Linked DNA regions of Danio rerio: region 1 is linked to region 2. The links are chromatin contacts, called in public Micro-C maps. All regions are on one chromosome and are shown on one strand. Each heading gives the region's core, a stretch centred on a gene start, on an enhancer-like site or on the middle of the called end of the contact. The rest is flanking DNA. Distances are from core to core; before and after follow the strand shown.

Region 1 (2,936 bases), core at 333-2,832, 160 kb before region 2:
AGCATTTGGTACATACTTCCATTATTATTTTTACTTGAAATGACCCGATCTAATCCTGTTTATATGAAATGAGCCTGCTCCCGACCAGGTTTGAGCTACCAGAACTATTGCTATAACAACAACTCTCAGATGAGTTTTGAAGAACTAAACGATCCTGGATCATGTCAAATCGTCAACCTCCAAATCCAGCTAACTGAGTAATCTACATACAAAGAACGGACCCCAGTGTCATTAACAGTGTTTTATTTACAACTGCAAACACAATTGACCAATCACAACAGACTGGGTCATCAGATCAATCACTGCAGATTATCGTCACACAAAGGAGTGGTTTTGAATAAAATGAATCTCTAAACAAATCATTCAGGAGTCATTAAGATAAAAAATATGGGATATGGGAGTCCTTTGTTTAGGTAAAAATAAATCTATATAAGACACTAAAAGTGTTTTTTTGATTTTGCATGCATATCAGCCTGTTGTTACAGACCCCTAAAACCAAAGTATGACCTTTTATAATGCATAAAAGGACTCTTTAACACATCTGTTTGGGAGATTCAAGTAAGATCTTGATTAGCTTATTCAGGTGTGTTAAACATAGGACATAGTGTAGCTCCTCCCCCTTTTAAAAACAGCCAATAGCATTTTGCTTTTCCCCCGCTCTACCAAGTGAGAGTGGTTGAGCTCAAGTGCGAATGAAGAACAAATGAGAAGTAATTTTGTCACTGTTTTGGAGCACACTAGCTTATAGACATATTTAAAACTAACAATACTGACAATAACAAAAAATCTTTATTTTAATTTTATGAGACCTTTAGGAGGAATTGACGAACTCCTCTGTAAACTATTATTATGTAAATATCACACTGAGAAACAATAAGAATGTGAAAGTGATGTTTTAACTATTGTGTATAAGTTTGTAATTAGTGCCGCGCCGACGTTTTACAAAAATGGACATAACTTTTAGACGGTCCCTTACACAGTCAGCTTCCGCATCCGAACTACTGATGGGAATCATTTACCTCAACCAACTCTTTCGACTCCCGAACGGCTCTTAGTTTACTTCTGCCTTTTATAATTCAGCCTGGTTAAATATCAAATGTTTGCTACTGATATAAAGTAGTGTACAAGCATCAAACGCAAGCGAATCATCTTCTCTTGACTCTCACCACTTCACTTAAAGGAGTCGGTTCGTAGAGCCGATTCTTTCATGAATCAACAATTCGGTGCCACATTAAAAATCCGGACAATGACTCGTATTAACATGCTCTTATATTATACACAATAATATACAGTTGTTTAATATTATTTGAACTAACTGTAATATTTAGTTGAAATCTAAAACAACCCAGGAAATAGGTTATCCAGACTACTTACAGTAGTTGTCAAAATAAACTAGGCTACAAGACAAATTAAAGTTCTGTCAAACATTGGTTCACTCCTTTTACACACTTATTATTTATTCTGAATAGGTCAAGAAGAGTAAATAAAGCTCTATGCTACCTGGTTTCTCCTTGCTTTAGCAGGTACAGCTTCACTTGCTACAGCAGGTGGAGTAATACCGTCACTACTGGCTGTAAAGCGATGACGTAAAGGCAAAATAAATAAATAAATAAAAAGACATGCATAGAAACGTTAGTTGTAGTAGACATGTTTATTTGGTTGACTTAGACTTTAAATTAGAATTTCCAGTTTGAAATGCAGGCTATGTGTGTTTGTTTAGGGAATGGGGACAGTTGCAACCTTAGGGAATATGGGGCAGTTGTGACAATTATTCCTCCGTTCAGGAATGAGCTACGGTGGTGATATTCATACTACTTATTCTCAGTTAGGGCAGCACGGTGGTACAGTGGGTAGCGTTTTCATCTCACAGCAAGAAGGTTGCTGGTTCGAGCGTCGGCTGGGTCACACAGCTATATTACACATCAATGAACTAAAGTTAAAAATGTGATAGTGGACCACCCCTTTAAAGGCACACTGTGTAATTTACGCCACTAGTGGGCAGATGATTGTGTGCGAAAAAACAGTGAAACTTAAAATAAACAAATAAAAAAAAAAAACACATGTTAATCCACTTTAATTTAAAATATATTTTTGCTCTTTAAAACTGCACAAATGTTACATTAACATGAAAAAAACCCCACAAAAACAATATATAAAAACTATTAACCCGAATAAATGTGATGAAACATGCCACATGTAGATAAAATATACTGTTGGAACTCATTTATTAAACAGGTCTGGTTTGTGTTTCTTTTTTTAGTTGAGTCACTTATTTTTTATTTATTTTGTTACAAAATATCTTGAATCGTATGTTTGATCAGTGAGGCAGTGAACACTCTTTTTTATTGATCAAACATGGGGTGTACAGAGTTATACATAAAACAGTATACGATGGAATTAACAACAAAAATTAATCGTGTACATTAAGTATTTTTTCCAGTAGTTGAGATGTCTTAATAGCTTTGGTATTACTTTGTATAGCAGTGAGGGAATCATAAAAAAGTTTTAGATCAATGAAAAATAGTTTACAATTTGGTAGTCAGCATACATTTTGTTTTGTGGATGTGATACTTTCCGAATAAAATAAGAATTTTAGTTATTTTGTCCATTTCCAGTAATCCAGAGTTGCAATCCATAAATAAAACCATTAGCTCAGTTATACTGATAAATTTATAAAACACTTTAAAAAGTAGTGAGGAAACTTGGGACCAAAACCGTTTTGTGTAACTGCAACTGAAAAATAAATGAAGAATTGTTTCCGGTTCCATTGTACAAAAAACAGCACAAGGGTGAAAAACCTTCCTTAAACTTACTTATAAAATCATTGCAGGGATAATATCTATGGAATATTTTAAAATTAGTTTCTTTTACTTTATTAGGAATTATGTATTTTGTAATATCTGACCAGATTTTTTGGGAGAAAATAAAGGGAATGC
Region 2 (3,265 bases), core at 39-2,538:
CTCTAAAACTATATATATATATATATATATATATATATATATATATATATATATATATATATATATATATATATATATATATGTATGTTTTATTTATTTGTAGGATGCCAATCTGTGTCATGGTTATTACAGAACAAATTACTCTAAGAAAAGTATCTGTGGGGAAAACGCAAGTCAGTCATTGAAAGAGTTTCTTTTGAAGATATGAAGATGATAAATCTGAACATTGCAACATCTCTTGATGAGGTTGTAGGCTGTGGTTATTTCCGCAGGGTGAGAATTTAATCTAACCTGCAAGCTCCTGAATTTCCCTGCAACAGTTTTATCTGTATATTCTGTGTTCCACCTAGTGGCGAGAAAAAGAGACACACTTTCTCCACAATCAGCATTACAAATATATATTATATATCAAAATACTAAGTGTCCCTTTACGTTCTTTATACTTCAAAACACTAGAATTAACCCATAAGTCAGCAAGAAGTTCTTAAGCATTTAAAATATGACAATTTTAATTTTTTAAATAAGCAGTTGAATATTTACTCAAACATTCATTCATTCATTTCCTTCAGCTTAGTCTTAATTTCAGAGGTTGCCACAGCAGAATGAACCGTTAACTATTCCAGCATATGTTTTACACAGAAGATGCCCTTCTAGCCGCAACCCAGTGCTGGGAAACACCCATACACACTCATTCACACACATGCTCATCCACTATGGACAATTTAGTTTATTCAATACGCTTAAAGCGCATGTCATGTTGGCGTGGGTTTCTTCTATGTCCTCTGGTTTCCCCCACAGCCCAAACACATGCGCTATAGGTGAACTGACAAAATGAAAGCTAAACTGTGCTTAGTGTATGTGCGTGAATATGTTTTGTTTTGACTTGAAGTCAAATGTTACCCGCACATGTTTTCAACAGGTGACATTAATACAGCGTGCTTTTTTATTGTTTATTTAGTGACTCAACTTATCCGGCTTTAACATGCCATAGTCAAATACACTTTTCCAGAGTCTGACTTTGATTGATTTTTGTTAATAAACAAAGAAGTGCTGCCATGGACACCCTCACTATTACACATTACAAATGAGTTGCAGCAGTGTTGTGTAAAAACAGCACACGTTTGATCACACGTGAAGGGTTTACGTGAAAGTCAATACTTTTCAAGAACAATCCGAAATCACTCTGTTGTTACATTTTTATGATTTATTAAGAGTATTAGAAAGAGACTGATCAAACAGAAATAAAGTGGTGCGTACACATTTAATAACTCACATTATATTAGTCATGCTCATCAAGCGCTTTCTCTAGGTGGTTGATCCAGTCATGCGGACAATCCTCTTCAAAATCCCTGCAGTCAGGAAAGTAATGTGAGGATTCTGGGATATAATGGACTGGGTGGAGGTAAGAGACACAATTACTGGCAGAGAGAAAACAGCAGAAACTCACGTGTCTTCATCATCTGAACGCGGATCCAGTCTGCTGTAGTCTGGGATCATCTTTTCAGATCCGTCAACTCTATCTACATCACCTGAACACAAAACAGCCGGGTATGAGATAGATAGATGGATGAATGGATGGACGGAAGGTCAGCTCAGATAGATGGATGAACGGATGGACAGATATATAGATAGACAGTCAGCATTGATAGATAGATAGATAGATAGATAGATAGATAGATAGATAGATAGATAGATAGATAGATAGATAGATAGATAGATAGATAGGTAGATAGATAGATGAATATACAGTATATATATATATATATATATATATATATATATATATATATATATATATATATATATATTAGGGATGTAACGGTATCAGAATTTCACGTCTGCATCAATCTGAACAGTGTGCTGACAACACCGCTATTCAGTACGCGCGCGACAACACTGCTGATAAGAACTCGCGCGACAACACCGCTATTCAGTACACGCGCGACAACACAGCTGATAAGAACTCGCGTGACAACACCGCTATTCAGTACGCGCGCGGCAACAACACCCGCTTTAGAGTTTTCCAGCTCTTTTTCATCCCCGCTTCTAGCAGCACACTCCATTTCCGCATTACTGGATCTGTAGCGACAACAGACCACAAGGGATGATGGTCAAGCATGGGCTGATGGGAATTGTAGTTTTCGCTACCTCTCGTTCGCTTCATTCGCCTGAGCAAATTTTCTCAGAAGACCTATAGTTTTACCGAGTCATTCGACTACGGTAATATCGAAAAAAATTAATATTGCGGTATGACGGTATTTACAATACCGTTACATCCCCAATATATATATATATATATATATATATATATATATATATATATATATATACATACAGTATATATATATATATATATACAGTATATATATATATATATATATATATATATATATATATATATATATATATATATATATATATATGCATATATTTAACTATAATATAAAATATAACAATATATTTAATAATATCAATTAAAAAAATAAAATTAAAACCACACAGACGGGTTCAAAGGTCCTGAATTATTTACTTCAGTTATTCTTTACAACTGCAGAGTATTTAGCCCTTTTCTTCAGTAAAGGAACCTGACAGGACTACAGGAGATGGCAAAAACACTGCTGCTGCTTTGAATTAGACGTTCAACGCTTTGTGTTAGCCTTTTTAATTTAATAAGTTTGTATTTTTGGAGCTTTGGTGCATTTGATGAACAGTCTGAATATAACCAGATTCCAATCGTAAAAATTTATAGGTTTTATTTTTTATAATCACACTTAATAAAAACAGTCAGAAAAAACGATGATTGACATTCTCCATTTGTACTTGTCATTAGAGGGTGAAAGCCCCGCCCATTAGTGACAATCTCTCCTTCATTTGCATAGGATTGTTTTTAAATCTGCTGCTATGCTGACACCTAGGCATTTGTAGCTCCGCCCACTTTTGAAAAAACCACAATCTCATTTGAATTTAAAGTGACAGTCACCAAAATGGCATAATTTAGATCAAAACCTAAAAGGGGCAGTTTCAAAGAGTTATAAAACATTATATGTGAGGTATTATCTACTGAAACTTCACATACACACTCTAGGGACATCAGAGACTTATTTTAGATCTTGTAAAAAGGGGCATAAAAGGACCCCTTTAAGCCTGGCATTTTGCGTGTTGGTGTGTACGATCACGCCCTTTGTTTTGCATAATCATTATGGATAATTGCATAATAGCTACAGTTATTAATGTCAAGAAGTGTGTGTTCAGACTGACCGTCTCT

The links. Hi-C and Micro-C count contacts between places; a contact is called where the count stands out from the background.
Region 1: a contact with region 2 is called in a Micro-C map of caudal fin, with 19 times the contacts expected there. The contact joins the promoter of LOC110437942 here to the enhancer-like site in region 2. A contact is called at or near these places in 3 of 18 Hi-C or Micro-C datasets (caudal fin, hematopoietic stem cells and an unstated tissue).

The regions. Positions count from the first base shown.
Region 1 is chr15:3,938,530-3,941,465 of GRCz12tu, reverse strand. It overlaps LOC110437942 (E3 ubiquitin-protein ligase RNF14-like), which reads right to left and starts at 1,582. Exons shown (of 7, transcript XM_073924361.1): 1 at 1,501-1,582.
Region 2 is chr15:3,772,959-3,776,223 of GRCz12tu, reverse strand. It overlaps nek3 (NIMA related kinase 3), which reads right to left. Exons shown (of 14, transcript XM_073924328.1): 11 at 3,259-3,265; 12 at 1,448-1,529; 13 at 1,274-1,349. The coding sequence ends at 1,280. Among named protein-coding and RNA genes, the nearest start is that of nek3, 21 kb to the right of the region's middle. Within about 2 kb of position 1,288, at least 5 of the 62 cell types and tissues checked have an H3K27ac peak or open chromatin away from gene starts, as enhancers often do. A contact at or near this core is called in caudal fin, where this site is marked.